Linked DNA regions of Mus musculus: all the other regions are linked to region 2. The links are chromatin contacts, called in public Hi-C and promoter capture Hi-C maps. All regions are on one chromosome and are shown on one strand. Each heading gives the region's core, a stretch centred on a gene start, on an enhancer-like site or on the middle of the called end of the contact. The rest is flanking DNA. Distances are from core to core; before and after follow the strand shown. Region 1 overlaps Rin3 (Ras and Rab interactor 3). Region 2 holds the start of Fbln5 (fibulin 5). Region 3 holds the start of Golga5 (golgi autoantigen, golgin subfamily a, 5).

What was found. Promoter capture Hi-C pulls out the DNA fragments that hold promoters and counts their contacts. Hi-C and Micro-C count contacts between places; a contact is called where the count stands out from the background.
Region 1: a promoter capture Hi-C map of hippocampal neurons shows a contact between it and region 2, with 2.5 times the contacts expected there. The contact joins the enhancer-like site here to the promoter of Fbln5 in region 2. A contact is called at or near these places in 1 of 39 promoter capture datasets (hippocampal neurons), 2 of 15 datasets of contacts at CTCF or cohesin (large pre-B cells and pro-B cells), 13 of 484 Hi-C or Micro-C datasets (the G1E-ER4 cell line, the HL-1 cell line, the P5424 cell line and 3 more) and 1 of 9 other capture datasets (embryonic stem cells).
Region 3: a Hi-C map of the HPC-7 cell line shows a contact between it and region 2, with 4 times the contacts expected there. The contact joins the promoter of Golga5 here to the promoter of Fbln5 in region 2. A contact is called at or near these places in 8 of 39 promoter capture datasets (the 3T3-L1 cell line, the C10 cell line, the HPC-7 cell line and 5 more), 5 of 484 Hi-C or Micro-C datasets (the C10 cell line, the HL-1 cell line, the HPC-7 cell line and 2 more), 1 of 115 datasets of contacts at active chromatin or transcription factors (embryonic stem cells) and 1 of 9 other capture datasets (adipose tissue).

The regions. Positions count from the first base shown.
Region 1 is chr12:102,382,236-102,386,779 of GRCm38.p6, forward strand. It overlaps Rin3 (Ras and Rab interactor 3), which reads left to right. Exons shown (of 10, transcript NM_177620.4): 8 at 318-449. Among named protein-coding and RNA genes, the nearest start is that of Lgmn, 55 kb to the right of the region's middle. Within about 2 kb of position 2,821, at least 7 of the 459 cell types and tissues checked have an H3K27ac peak or open chromatin away from gene starts, as enhancers often do. A contact at or near this core is called in hippocampal neurons, where this site is marked.
Region 2 is chr12:101,816,680-101,821,381 of GRCm38.p6, forward strand. Fbln5 (fibulin 5) reads right to left here and starts at 2,440. Exons shown (of 11, transcript NM_011812.4): 1 at 2,055-2,440. The coding sequence starts at 2,071.
Region 3 is chr12:102,465,579-102,470,490 of GRCm38.p6, forward strand. Golga5 (golgi autoantigen, golgin subfamily a, 5) reads left to right here and starts at 3,556. Exons shown (of 13, transcript NM_001199004.1): 1 at 3,556-3,785. It overlaps Gm30198 (a long non-coding RNA gene), which reads left to right. Exons shown (of 3, transcript XR_381856.1): 3 at 1,584-2,298.

The DNA of each region.
Region 1 (4,544 bases), core at 1,571-4,070, 570 kb after region 2:
TCTCAGTTTTCACTGCAGATGCCCATGCAGCAGTCCTTGGCCTGTGAACTAAGTGTGATGAGAACTAGATGACCCAGCAAGCAGCCCAGGGTAGCCTCAGGGGAAGAACCAGGAAAGGGCAAGGAACCAGAATTTGTTACCCCAGCCCAGTGCTCTTTCTCAGTTCCTTCTTGTCGCCCCGTACTGAGCCACCCTAGGAGTTGTTAGGGTCGTGACTGTTGAACCCTGCAGAGCCTTTCTCTTCCAGGGTAACCTCGGGTGCATGAGTGGCTCACAGGGAGCTGGCACTCACAGCCTTCATCCTCTTCTCCTTGCAGGGAAGCCCTACGGGGCCGACGACTTCCTGCCTGTGCTCATGTACGTGCTGGCCCGCAGCAACCTCACTGAGATGCTCCTCAACGTGGAGTACATGATGGAGCTCATGGACCCCGCCCTGCAGTTAGGAGAGGGTGAGCTTGCCACCCCTACACCTACCACCATCTCCCAGCAACCCAGGTGGCCTGGCAAGGACTTCTTAGTTAGGCCCTAGGGACATGCACACAAGCCCTGCCCAAATAGCTCATTGACCAGGAAGACAGTCAGGTTGCAAAGAAACGTGGCAAAACTGGGAATGGTAGGAAAGTCAAAGAGGCTGGGAGCATGCTACCCTGACAGTGCAGTCAGGGAGGGCTTCTGGAGGAGGTGATGCCTCGAGTGAGCACTGAAGGGTGAGCAGGCGCCAACGGATAAAGAAGAGGAAGGAGCCGGTCATAGTGGCACACACCTTTAATTCCAGCACTCCGACAACAGAAGTAGGTGGGTCTCTGTGAGTTCGAGGCCAGCATGTTCCACACAGTTAAGTTCTAGACCAGCCAGGGATGCAGAGTGAGACCCTGATTCGAAAATAAACCAGTAAAACTAAATATATTAATTAAAAACAAAGAAGAGGAGGAATAGTATTCTTCCTGGAGGCCCAGCAGAAGTTAGTGGTTTGACAAGTGATGCAAAAATGGCAGACATTGTCTCCAGGGAGTGTGGCGAGTAGAGATCTGTTCTTAGATAGATAAGGTGGCTCCTGGGACTCAGCCCTGGCCAGGACTTGTGTCCATAGGAAGAAGTCACTGAGGCGTTGAGGGCTCTGTGCTCCCTGGTTGAATGAAGAAAGGGTGTGATTTGCTGCGGCCTGTCTCAGTTTCCCTTCCTCGTCCCTCCACCCACCACTTCCTCCGCTAGGGCCTCAGCCACCCCTCCACTAAGAATCACTTGAGGTACAGAAGCCCCATATGGACTCTGAGGAACCGTGGCATGTCCTATGGGCTTCCACCCTCGAAGAATGGAGTCAGTCTCCCAGGCACAAGCGTCCCCTTAGGGCTTTGTGGTTCTCGAGTGGCTGTCCCCCTTTGCATGCGTTTGCATCTGCCACCTCTGGAGGTGGCAAGCCTGACATAAGTGCTTCAGTGAGGTCTTCTAAGCTCAGGGGAACAGGGAAAGCGGGAGAGCTTTGCTATTGTCTGTAGCTCTGAGCTGTGGCTGTGGCACCTGGAGCTACCCCCTTTTGCTCTTTAGTTACATGTTACCTGCAATTGGAGCACCTGGTTTTCCTGTGAAGTCTGGGGATTCAGAAGAAGCAAGCTTTTCTCAGTCCATCCACCCTTCTACCCACCATCCATCTGTCCATCCACATGTCTACCCACGCATCTACCCATCAACTACCTATTCATTCATCTACCTACCTACTCATCCATCTACCCACTTTTCCATCCATCTGTCCATCCATCTATCCATCCATCCATCCATCCACCCACCCATCCATCCATCCATCCATCCATCCATCTATCCATCCATCCACCCACCCATCCATCCATCTATCCATCCATCCATCCATCCACCCATCCATCCATCCATCCATCTATCCATCCATCATCCATCCATCCATCCATCCATCCATCCATCATCCATCTATCCATCCATCCATCCATCCATCCACCCATCCGCATCTATATCAGCCTATCTACCTATCTACCCACCAATTCATTTATCTATCTACCCATCTCTCCATCCATCCTCCATTGGCCAGCCCATCCATCCATTTCCTCACCAGTCCATCCATCCATAAACTTACCTACCCACTCTTCAACTCATCCATACACACTCTGTCATCCCCCACATCTCCATCCCCCACATCTCCATCCACCAACCCATGCACTCATTGAACCATCCATGCCAGAAGTCTGGGAGTCTTGTGAGAATCAACAAACACCTCACTCTCACATTTGGGACCTCTGTCTCCTCAAGGCTTTTCTTGGGTTTCACCATGCCCATGGAAGCACCCAGACACCAAAGAAATTGGCAGGGATCTCTAGCCAGCACTGCTGAAAGTGTGACACCCACCCTGAGACAGTGTCTACCCAAGTCCTGGGAAACAAGGCACTGTGCCCGTGTCTGCACTGGATCTCTCTCCACCTATGGAAACACTGTCTCCTATGCGTTCGCGTGACCCCTCCTGCCTAGGATGGAGTATGATTTATCCCAGATCTGATAGCTGGTTCCTGTGATTTTTCCCAGTAGGCATTTGTGGCAGGAGAGATGAGGGCCTTCCTGTAAGCAGCTTGGAGGCCTGATGTGACCCCCTTCTTATACCCACCCCATCTCAGGGAAATAACCTGGCTAGAGCCAACCAAGAATCCAAACATCTCCCACACGTGTCTTCATAGACCTTTTGCCCATGTGCCCTCCCTAACCTGTGCCCAGCTAATCTCACCAATGGATTTATTTACCAAGCAATCCACCACATGGGAAATGTCTGCAAAACTCATAGTGGTGTCGCCTGTCACCTAGTGCTCATAGTCGGTACTACATGGTCTCCATCAAAGAGGGCTAGAAGGGCCATATGGGGTGTATAGGACTTGAAGGGCTATGAGAGCACCCAACAGGGCTTGGAGTTCCTCCCTAGTGCCTCAGAGAGAACCAGAAGCTCCCAGAACTATTGTCTGCCCTCATATAGTTGTGTGACCCAAGCGTAACTAAGCCCCGCCCCTTACATGCATGACATAGAAAGGCAAGTGACTTTTCAATATGCTCATTCATCTCCAGGACTCAGAATCAGAGCACCCCTAACCCTGCCCTGCTCTCCCTGCCACAGCGGCGGACTCAGGGCTGTGCCTGCTCAGCCAAGCTTAAGGAGTCTGGAAGCGAGCATTTTCATTTTCATCCAGGGCCAGTTCAGATACCAGTAGATCTCCCATAGTTAGGATGGGAAGATGAATTGGGGTGGGTCCCAGGCAGAATCAGCCTCATGTCCAAGACCATTGGCTTGGCCTTAATAGCCAGGAAAAGCAGGCTAGAGAATATCAGAAAAGCTAGGGACTGGGAGAAAGGATGCTAAGGGCAGGGGCGGTACCGTGTGATCCTGGCCATATCACCCTCTTCTTCTATGATTCAATTTCTTCCCTTTAAAGAAAGCAGCAGTTATCAACCTGTGAGTCGATTGCATATTACATGGGTTGGTTTTTGTGGGTTGGTTGCATATTAGATGTACTACATATTTACATTATGATTCATAGCAGTAACAAAATTATAGTTATAAAGAAGTGAGGAAAATAATTCTATGACTGGGGAGGGGGTTGGTCAGTACAACATGAGGAACCGTATTAGAGAGTCACAGAGTTAAGAAAGTTGAGAACCACTGCATTCAAAGTGAAGGATCTCTCAGGCTGCAGAGATGGCGCAGTGGTTAAGAGCACTGACTGCTCTTCCAGAGGTCCTGAGTTCAATTCCCAGCAACCACATGGTGGCTCACAACCATCTGTCATGGGATCCCATGCCCTCTTCTGGAGTGTCTGAAGACACATGCTCATATACATAAAACAAATAAATTTAAAAATAAAAGCTACCAAAAAATTTAAAAAGTGAAAGATGTCAGCAAGGTTCTGAAGTCCTAACAAGTTGATGGCCAGATAAACATCCCAGCAAAGCATTGTCTTTGAACTTAAAATTCCATGGCTGCTGCAGCTTCAAATACCTTAAAGCCTCAATTACTTCAGGGAAACCTTAAAGATTAAGATTATTTTTAAAGAAGAGAATTTGGTGGGCCAATATTTTAGTGGGTAAAGGCAGGCAGTTGCCGCCAAGTCTGGGGACCTCATTTCAATTCCTGGGACTCTTGTGGTGGAAGGGAAACTGACTTCTGCAAGTTGAGTGTGCCCACAAATACATGTACACATGTGCACACAAAATAAAAATTTAAATGTAATACTTTTTTTTTTAATGGACAGGATCTCGCTTTGTAGCTATGTCTGGCCTTGCATTTGCTACGTAGACCAAGTTGACGTCCAGCTCACAGAGATCTGCCTGCCTCTGCCTCTGCCTCTGCCTCCTGAGTGCTGCTGATATTATGGCTGCATAGCATCAAATATTTTTACTATTTTAATCCCTAAAAACTTCATGTGATAACTAAAATTTCCTGTGCATCCTTGGAAATTGTTTTTATGATAGGTAATACACTCACGGTGCTCTTCCTGTTAAAACAGTGTTTACTACAGTGAGAAGGTGGGCTCCCAGCGCCT
Region 2 (4,702 bases), core at 1,190-3,689:
GCACCATACAACATGGAGTATGGTACAAGAGCTGTTTTGCAGGTTAAAGAGTCATGGAGCCTAGGTATATAGCCAAATGAGCAGATGCAACACTACTGACCTGGGCACCTAGAGCAGGAAAGATGGAAGACAACGTGAAGCCTGTGCTGATGATCCAGTCTGTAACCACACTCTCCAGGTCACTAGCATCTATCCAAGCAACTACAGCTTGCAGCCTAGATACTGGGCAGGAGAGCCACAGAGCTGTGACCCAGCTGCCAGCCACCTGAGCTGGCTGCTTTGTGGCATGGGCCGGGAGTGTAGATTCGCTTTGATAAGAATGTCAAGAGTCAACAGAGAAAGCTTCCTGAAGGGGGCGATCTTGACTGTTTCTCAGCATGGCTATGAGCCTGGGGACCTGGTTGGAGCCTGAGGCTTATCATTACCCACCTAGCACCATGACTCTGTAGTCCCCAGGGCCTTTTCAGAATGAGTGCTCAAGAAATTCCAAGCTCATTCACATCCCTGACCCACAGCGCAGGAGAAATAGCAGTAGGTATGTAGAGGACACAGAGGGAAGGTAGCACCCAGGCACCCAGGCAAAACTGAGCCCGATGTGGTACTGGAAGATGCAAACCCACTTCCTTCACGGAGTCCCAGATCCAATCCTGAGTAGACAGGTTTCCATTTCATCTAACTGCCTATGTGAGCCAGGTTCTCCAACACTGGAGACAGCTCTGACCTTATAAAGTGCAGAGCCAAATCCCTGGGCTTTTTTTTATATTTGCAAGAGCCAGACTTTATATCTGGAAGGAATAAGAGAACAATAACAAATTTATTTTCCAGTCTGTAGATTATGAATTTCAATGTTTTCCTGTTTCTTCTCATGAAGTTTCCTTTCAGGTGGTTATAAAATCCCGTCTCGTTTATGTTGGAGACAGAGCAGCTTGACTGTATGCAGTACAGTTTGAGAGAGACTGGAAAAGGCATGCTAACCCTACCGGCTTCTCCCCCTACCCCACTCCCCATTCCTTTTGGCGAAAGCCAGACCAGGGCTGGCCAGCTCCAAGCCCAGCCTCCTGGAAGAGCTATGGCTGGGTCCTGGGGGCCAAATAATCTCTAGGCTAACAGAGAAGCTTTCCAGAAAGAAATCATACCAAAATTGAAGTATAATTAATACTGGGGAGGAGAAACTGTCTCAACCCTTTTCTTTTGAATCTGGGTCCACCATCCAAAAGAGGAGGAGGAGGAGGAGGAGGAGGAGGAGGAGGAGGAGGAGGAGGAGGACAGACCCTCCAACTGTCTGTCAGTGACAGACATTGCTGGTCAGAGATGTGGGATGGTAATATTAACTATGGCTTACCATAATGAGGCTCGGTTTGTATTCGCATGCATGCACCCCTCCCACATGCAAACACACACAGAGAAAGTGTGTAGATCTATGCAGGGCAGCTATATTTTCAAGAGACACTGGAGAAAGGGAGAACAGATGTCATCCTTAAACTTCCTCAAGGCTCAAGGATTACTTGACTGGAATTGCAATTTCCGCAAAGAACAGCAAAACATTTGCTTACATGCGTCTCTGTCTGCAGAGTCCACTGTGCATTGGCTCGAAACTTCTAGGTCCCATTCCCTCTGTAAATCACACACATAGAGCAAACGCAGACAGAAGTGTTCGGAGACTTCTGCTTGTCTCACAGCCGTTGCAGCAAAGCAATTGCTGGTGCCGTAGTCAGCAGTCTCCCAAATTTAAAAAACATGTAGTGTGATAGTTTATAAACTGCGCACAACGTTGCTGCCCTTTCCAAAAAGAAAGAGAAATGACCTAGAGAGGTTGTCTGCTGCCTCTCTCGAGATGCTGACTCCTGACGCTGTTAGAAAAATCCCCACTCCCAAACGAAGACTTTGAGATGGGCGCAGCTTTTTGTAATTAACAGGGTCATTGCATCACTAGCTAAAAGTCTTTTCCAGTGCCCTGACACAGGCGGAATCTCAGCCATAGCTATTTTCCACCCATCAGGTCTGGAGTTAGGTTTCTCAAGCCTGGAGACAGTTCCTGGCGCCTTCCAACCTACCTTTTTAATCCTGGCATATCCAAGATGCGCGGGAGGAGAAGCGACGCGAGGAAGGCAGGCTCTGCGGTGGGACTGGGGCGGCTTGGTTCCGGAGGGGCCGAGCGGGCAGCGCGGAGGGCCGGGACAGTGCCGGGTGCTGGGAGCCACTGCAGAGCCCTCGCCGCCGGCACCTGGTTTCGCTTAACCCCCTTCAGTAATTCAGCATTAAGCCAATTGGAGGAGGAATGTTAAAAATGAACACTTCATTTTCTAAGTATGTTAAACAATGCAAATGGGGCCTCGGTCTGGACACAGCTGGTTCAGATTACAGCGCTCACCAACTGGCTAGACTCCTCACAACAATCTTGGGGCGTCTGCCAGGGCCAAGTGCTCGGCGCTGGGAGGGGAGCCCGTCAGAGCGCGGGGCTGGGGGGCGCCCGGCCTCCCCAGGGCGGAGCGGGGCGCGTGCGAGGGGGCGTGTCATCAGGCTCTGTGGCAGCACGAACTTGAACTCACACCAAGGCGGCTTCACGGACGAAAGACGCGTGAGCAATTGGGAACCCGAGGCTTAAATCACGGGCTGGAACAAGCGTGGTACCCCTAAGCTGGGATGTGGGGGTAAGGGCGGACCAGGAAGAGCAAGCAATGGCTGAGAACTCTCCTTGGCCGCCCTCACCTCGTTATCCTTAGCTTGTTGTTGTTGTTGCTGCTGCTGTTGCTGTTTCTGGCCTTCAAAGTAGAAAGGTGATTTGTAAAAGTCAACAGCGAAAAGCCTAAAGAATGGTGGGCTACACTTGGGCCCTGGAAGCCCCGCCCCACTCCCTTTCGTTTCATAGCTCTGGAACCCTCTATCAAGTGCAAAAGTGCCAAAGACACTGCTCTCCAAAAGACACGACGACCAGACTGCTACACCGCAAGACCTTCCTTGCCTGAACCTTCTCTTGGACCCTCAACTGCCCGACCTACAGTTCAGAAAGCAAAGGGGCAGAGTCCCCCCCCCCCCCATATGCCTCTGTACAGTAGAAACTGGTTCAGTTTCCTTGGAGGTGGGAATAAAAGGGGTCGAGTGACTTCCCCACTGCCTCATGGCTCTCAGAGATGCCAGCGAGTCTCTGAAGCCTACATCCTATTCTTTTCTAACACTGTTTTAAGGAAACGGACTCTTACTCTAAAATCTCGTTAGACTGAACTAGAGCAGCCAGACTGCTGTTGATTCCGCTGAAGCTCAGAGGTCAACTGACCTGATTTATTTACTATGGGCGTATGAAATGGCTAAGAATAAACTACATTTAGGTTCATCTCCTTCATGAGATAGTACCTCCCGTCCATTGTTCTAGTAGCTAGGATTATAAAAACCCTTCAAGTCCACCAGTTCTGCACTAAAGGGGCGAAATAAAGAGAATTTCAGATTGGGAAATAAATGAGAGTAACCCATCAAAATAGCTAGACCTCTAAGTGTGCACCCTGGCCTGCTGCTCTGTCTAAAGCTCAAAGTCGGCAGTGACTGGGAGGGAGTACAAAAGAACCTCTCAAGTACCTGATGTAATTTCTGGCCAAGGCACTTCGTACAGTAAGGAACATAGACTTGAGTTTCATGATGTTGTGCTATAACATGTTTTAAAATGCTGAAGAGGCTCCTCACACACTGATATTGCAGGCTTTCTAATATACTTTATAGTTCTAATAGAATCTTGGTAGTCACATAGACCAATTTTATTAGATTAATATAAAAACTATGATTGTAGGGGCTGGAGAGATGGCTAAGAGCATTGGCTGCTCTTGCTGAGGACCTGGGTTCAAATTCCCAGCACCCACAAGGTGGCTCAAACCTGCTGATGACTTCAGTTCTAGGGGACCTGATTCCCTCTTCTGACATACATGCAGGCAAAATACCCATATACATAAAATTAAAACTTCAAAAAAAACCTTTAAAAATAGAAATAAATAAATAAATGTCTAGAACTTTGTAAAAGTACAAGACGTTAAGTGGGTTGAACATCAATCAAACCTTAAGTGTGTTGTACATCAGGTACCCAGGTGGGAAGGACTGGAGGAGCTAAGGGGGATTGCAACCCCATAGGAAGAACAACATCAGCTGGCTGGACCACCCAGTGCTCTCAGGGACTAAACCACCAACCAAGGAGTGTACAGAGAGGGATCCGTGGCTCCAGATACATAGGTAGCGGAGGATTGTCCTATCTGGCATCAATGGGAAGGGAGGTCCTTGTCCTGTGGATGTTTGATGCCCCAGTGTAGGGGGATGCTGGAGGGGTGAGGAGGGAGAGGATGGGGGGAGCACCCTCATAGAGGCAAAGGGAGGGAGAAGAGGGAGGTTGAGGGATGGGGGACTTGTGGAGGGGTAGCCGGGAAGTGGGATATCATTTGAGATGTAAGCGAATGGAATGATTAATCAGTAATAAAGAGAAATGGGTTATGGAGCTATCTGTGAAGCATGCTGTTAGTGCATTAGTGTTGTTAATCTCTCCCTGCACACAGTTTATAAGTTAACAGTGTCGTGGGTGTATAAGAACGGGCCCGCTACTGACTTTGGTGTCCAGCCTCCACTTTATCCTCAGTGTGTAAGTGATTGCTTGAACATGCTAGGGAAGAGCTCTACCACTGAGCTACATCCCCAGCCCGCAGCCTGAGTTCTTTCAGCTGATCATCAC
Region 3 (4,912 bases), core at 2,306-4,805, 650 kb after region 2:
TTCTTCCTTCCTTCCTTCCTTCCTTCCTTCCTTTCTCTCTCTCTCTCTTTCTTTCTTTCTTCCTTCCTTCCTTCCTTCCTTCCTTCCTTTCTCTCTCTCTCTTTCTTTCTTTCTTTCTTTCTTTCTTTCTTTCTTTCTTTCCTCCTCCTCCTCCTTCTCCTCCTCCTCCTCCTTCTTCTTCTTCTTCTTCTTCTTCTTCTTCTTCTTCTTCTTCTTCTTTTTCTTCTTCTTTTGTTTTTTTTTTTGAGACAGGGTTTCTCTGTCCTGAATTCACTCTATAGACCAGGCTGGCCCAGAACTCACAGAGATCCACCTGCCTCTGCTTCCTGAGTGCTGGGATTAAAGGCATGTGCCACCACCACCTCTAGAAATCAAATTTTGGACTATGTCTTTCTGCCCTTCAGTGTTCACATACATTATCCCACTGCTGTAGCCCACCATGTCTGATCAGAAGTCAGCACTCATCTTTCCTCTCCCCTAGGCAATGAGTCACTTTCACTTTTAATATTTTCTTTTTTACAATTAATTGGTTTTTATGTGTATGAGTACTTTGCCAATATGCATGTCCCTACAACACAACCCATGTGTTCCTGGTGCCTTAGATGCCAGAAGAAGGCATCAGATCCCCTAAGCCTGTAGTTACTGTTATGAGCTGTCATGTAGGTGCTGGGAATTGAACCTGCACCCTTTGGAAGAATAACCAGTGCTCTTAACCACTAAGCAATTTCTCCAGCCTCACCTTTATAATTTTTTTCTCCATCTTTCATGTACACAAGTGGAATTCTGTATTTATTTTCTTCAGAGATGACTGGGTTTCTTGGATATACATATTAATGTTTTCATCAAACTTGGGGAGTTTGGGACTATTATTTTCTGTGATATTTTCCTCTCCATCACTCTCTCCTTTTAGATGGGGACATCTTTATTAACTTCTCTGTCCCTTGCTGTGATCAAATAGCTGACAAGAAGCAACTCAAGGGAAGAGTTTATTTTGCTCAACGTTTCATGACCTGTATCCATTTGAGGGGTTCTGTTGCTGTGGTAAACACCACAACCAAAGGCAACTTGGGAGGAAAGTGTTTGTTTCAGCTGACAGGTTACAGTCTCGTGTATCCCAGGCTGGCCTTGAACTTGTCACGTAGCTGAACATGTCTATGATTTCTTATCCTTTGTCCTCAATCTCCCAAGTGGTAGGATTATAGGCATACACCATCAGGCCCAAATTATGCAGTGTTTGTGATCAAACTCAGTGCTTCATACCTATAACTCAAGCACACTATCATCTGAGCTACAGCCCCAGTCCTCAAAATACTTTTTGGCAGCCTGTCCACGGCCAATATTTTCATTGAGGAAGATTTGATTCTGTCTCAACTTCTTACAGCAAGAGAAAAATAACTTGTTTGCATTTACACCTTACTGCATTTTGTGCTTTATCTGTAAAATAGGGTGATGTATTAGGTTTCATTAGTTAGGCTGTGGAAAAGCCAGTCTTAAATCTCACTAGCCCGTAACTGCAAAGAACTATTTCTAACTGACCACATGTTAGATGTGGACTATTTACTGCTTCATTTTCTTCCTTTCAGGACTCAGTCTAGCAGAATAACCCTAGCTTGGAGCTGCTCTCTCTCAAGAAGAAAAAGAACTGGAGGAAACACACCATTGCCTAACTCTGAACGTTTAGGCTTGTATATAGTTAGGCCTGTCTACATTCCAGCAGTGAATGGTAGATCATATGATCAAACTGTCATCAGTGGAGCTGGAAAGGATATCTCCATCTTGGGATGTAGGACAGTCACCTAGCAACCACTGATGATAAATAGCCCTTAACAGGAAGAACAGCTTAGTTAGAATTAGTTGAGAACTGCAATGCCAGTTACCACACAATAAGAGCAAGACACTCCTTACGGCATTGTGAGAATGGAGCCGCTCAAGGATCCTGAAACTGTTCTCCACTTAAGAAGGGCTCTAAGATCACAGCAACAGTGATTTTCGGCTTCTGCTGGGAGTTAGTCTCACTACTGAGTTGGATTAAACCTGACTTAATAGGAAGAAAATGGCTTGTAGTTATTCCCCATATTCAATGCAGAGACAATAAAAATTTGAGTCTAGGGGCACAGACTTTGGAGTGAGATGGACACCTCCCTTTTAAGGACAGATAATATTGGAACCAGATTATTTAACATCTCTGAGTCTTAGTTTCCTCAATGCCCAAACGCACTTACTTGAGAATTTACCATAGGCTTTTCAGTTGGCGAAATTAGCCTGGTCCTGTTTACCCAGTAGATGTAGCCTTCAGTGAATTATTGAACACAGATTTTCTTTTTAAAAACCCATTTCAAAAAGTCTGTGAGCTGTATGCAAAATATAACTATAGCACTATTGAATAATAGTCTCAGTTCAAGTTATCTTTTCTACAAGGAACCCTCACAAACTGACTTATTTTCCTACCTCGGGATACTTCTCCCTGTTTCTCTTGGTTTACAAAAGGCTCTGAACTATTGTTGATTCATTAGTTTAGGCAAAATCCATCTCTGTCACTTGAAAGCAGGTTCTTTTTAAAAAATTGTATTCTTTTATTTTTTTTCTTATACTATTTTATGTATTTACATTCCAAATGTTGCCCCCCTTACTGGTCCCCCCTTCCCGAGTTCTTCACCCCATCCCTTTAAATTGTATTCTTTTTTTCTTTTAAAGATTTATTTCATTTATATGAGTACACTGTAGCTGCCCTCAGGCACACCAGGAGAGGGCACCAGATCCCATCCCATTACAGTTGGTTGTGAGCCATTGACCTCAGGACCTCTGGAAGAGCAAGCAGCCAGTGCTCTTAACCACTGAGCCACCTCTCCAGCCCTTGTATTTTTTTTTTAATTGGATATTTTTTTTGTTTACATTTCAAATGTTATCCCCTTTCCCAGTTTTTTTAAAATTAGGTATTTTTCTCATTTACATTTCCAATGCTATCCCAAAAAGTCCCCCATACCCTCCCACCCACTCCCACTTTTTGGCCCTGGCGTTCCCTTGTACTGGGCATATAAAGTTTGCAAGTCCAATGGGCCTCTCTTTCCAGTGATGGCCGACTAGGCCATCTTTTGATACATATGCAGCTAGAGTCAAGAGCTCCGGGGTACTGTTAGTTCATAATGTTGTTCCACAGCCCTTGTATTTTTAATTTGTGTGTGTGTGTGTGTGTGTGTGTGTGTGTGTGTGTGCTTTGTGAATGAACTCAGAACTCAGAACTCAGGCCGTTAGTCCTGGCTATTTATCTATGTACTCTATTTACTGAACCATCCCACAGGCCCAGGGATTAGACAGTTCCAGTCTCTGCCTCGAAATCCTCACGTGTAAAACTTTTGAAAGGGAGGAGGAGCTCAGAGGCCTGGGCCGGCTCATGCCCCGCCCAGTTTGGCTTGGGCCCGCCCCTGTGGTGCTCGGGACCCTGCCCCCCGTTGTGGGCGTGCTCCGCAATGTTGTGGAGGCCGCGTGCCGGCGGCGTTACGTCACACGCACGCTGGCGCGGCACCCGGTTCGGCGGCAGACGGAAGGGGGCGTGGCCTGGCGCTAGGGCCCCGCGGCCGCCGGCGCCGCCGCCTGAGTGACCTGCTAGGCGGCCGGCGGCGCTCAGCTTCCGGCCACTCAGGCAGCTCGTTGGCCACTCTGTTTTGAGGTCCTCGCCGCCCTTCCACGTCTCCCGGAAGAGCTAGCCGGCAGGTCCGGGAGCAGCGGGCTGCTGTGGCGGCCCGGGCGGGCGACGAGGCCGCGGTGCTGCCGCTCGGCGTCCTCAGGTGAGGCGCGACCAGGCCGCGGGCGGGACGGCTTGGCCTGCGGGACCCGGTCTCCGCCTTTCCCGAGCGCTGTCGTGCTCGTCTTCGCTCAGGGACAAGGAAGGGGATGCCAGAGCCCCGTAGCCTCCGGATACCGAGGCTGACCCGCCCTCCACCCCGACTCTGCTCTGGGGACCCAGTACGATGTGTTCTCGCCTCTCGGGGACCCGTGGTCACACCGCCGGGCCTGACCCCTGACCCCCGCCTCTGTGTGACATCTGACCTTCCCGGTGGCTTTGCACCACGGGAAGTCCCCTCTTGGAGTCTGTCACTGAGATAAGAGCTCAGGTTTAGTGTCTACGATCCACGTGAAAGATATGTTTTAAAGCCCCGTTAACTTTCAGATGGGAGGCAAGACATTAATTGTCTTCAGGCTTTTTTTTATTAGGAGAGCTACTTTTCTCTCGCTCATCACTAATTTTTACATCGAGCTTGTGTAACGTTTTATAAGTCAGAAGGCATGTTACATTCCTTTTTCATTTGGTTTCTCATAAATTGAAATACACACTTAAATGGGTTTCCTAAAGAGTGTGTTGAAACAGTTAACTTCCGACGAGGTTAGAGCGGAGAGGTTAAAAGGTGGGTTTACCTCTAGGTTGACCTAGATTCCAGTGTCTGAGGTGCCATCGAAGTTCCAGGATCTTTCTAAGCCATATCCATCTTTATTTGTTTCTAAAGGACTTTACAGTTTGCCATATAATGTAGCTGAGCATTATGTTACTATATTATTTTTATTATTTTATTTTTATATTATATTATTTTTAGTGATAGTGTTTGCACAACACTTGACATATAAGGATGAATTACTTCAGTAGTGTTTCTAGGAGTGCCTGTGTGTGGGCTAGAATTGGAATTTATCATTGAGCAAACCAGGCATTGTGTGTATCCACCCACTCCCCCTTCCCCAGCAGGGAGAGACATGTTTTAAAACAACAGTTGCAACAACCTGAAGCAGTGTAAGGCAAAAGAAGGGCATGCACACAGAATAAAAAGACCTAGCATAGAAGGGAAGGAAAGACAACTCTGATGCCAATTTAGTGAAGAAAGCCCAAGATCTAATAGTTCCAAGCCAAAGGGACACTGACCAC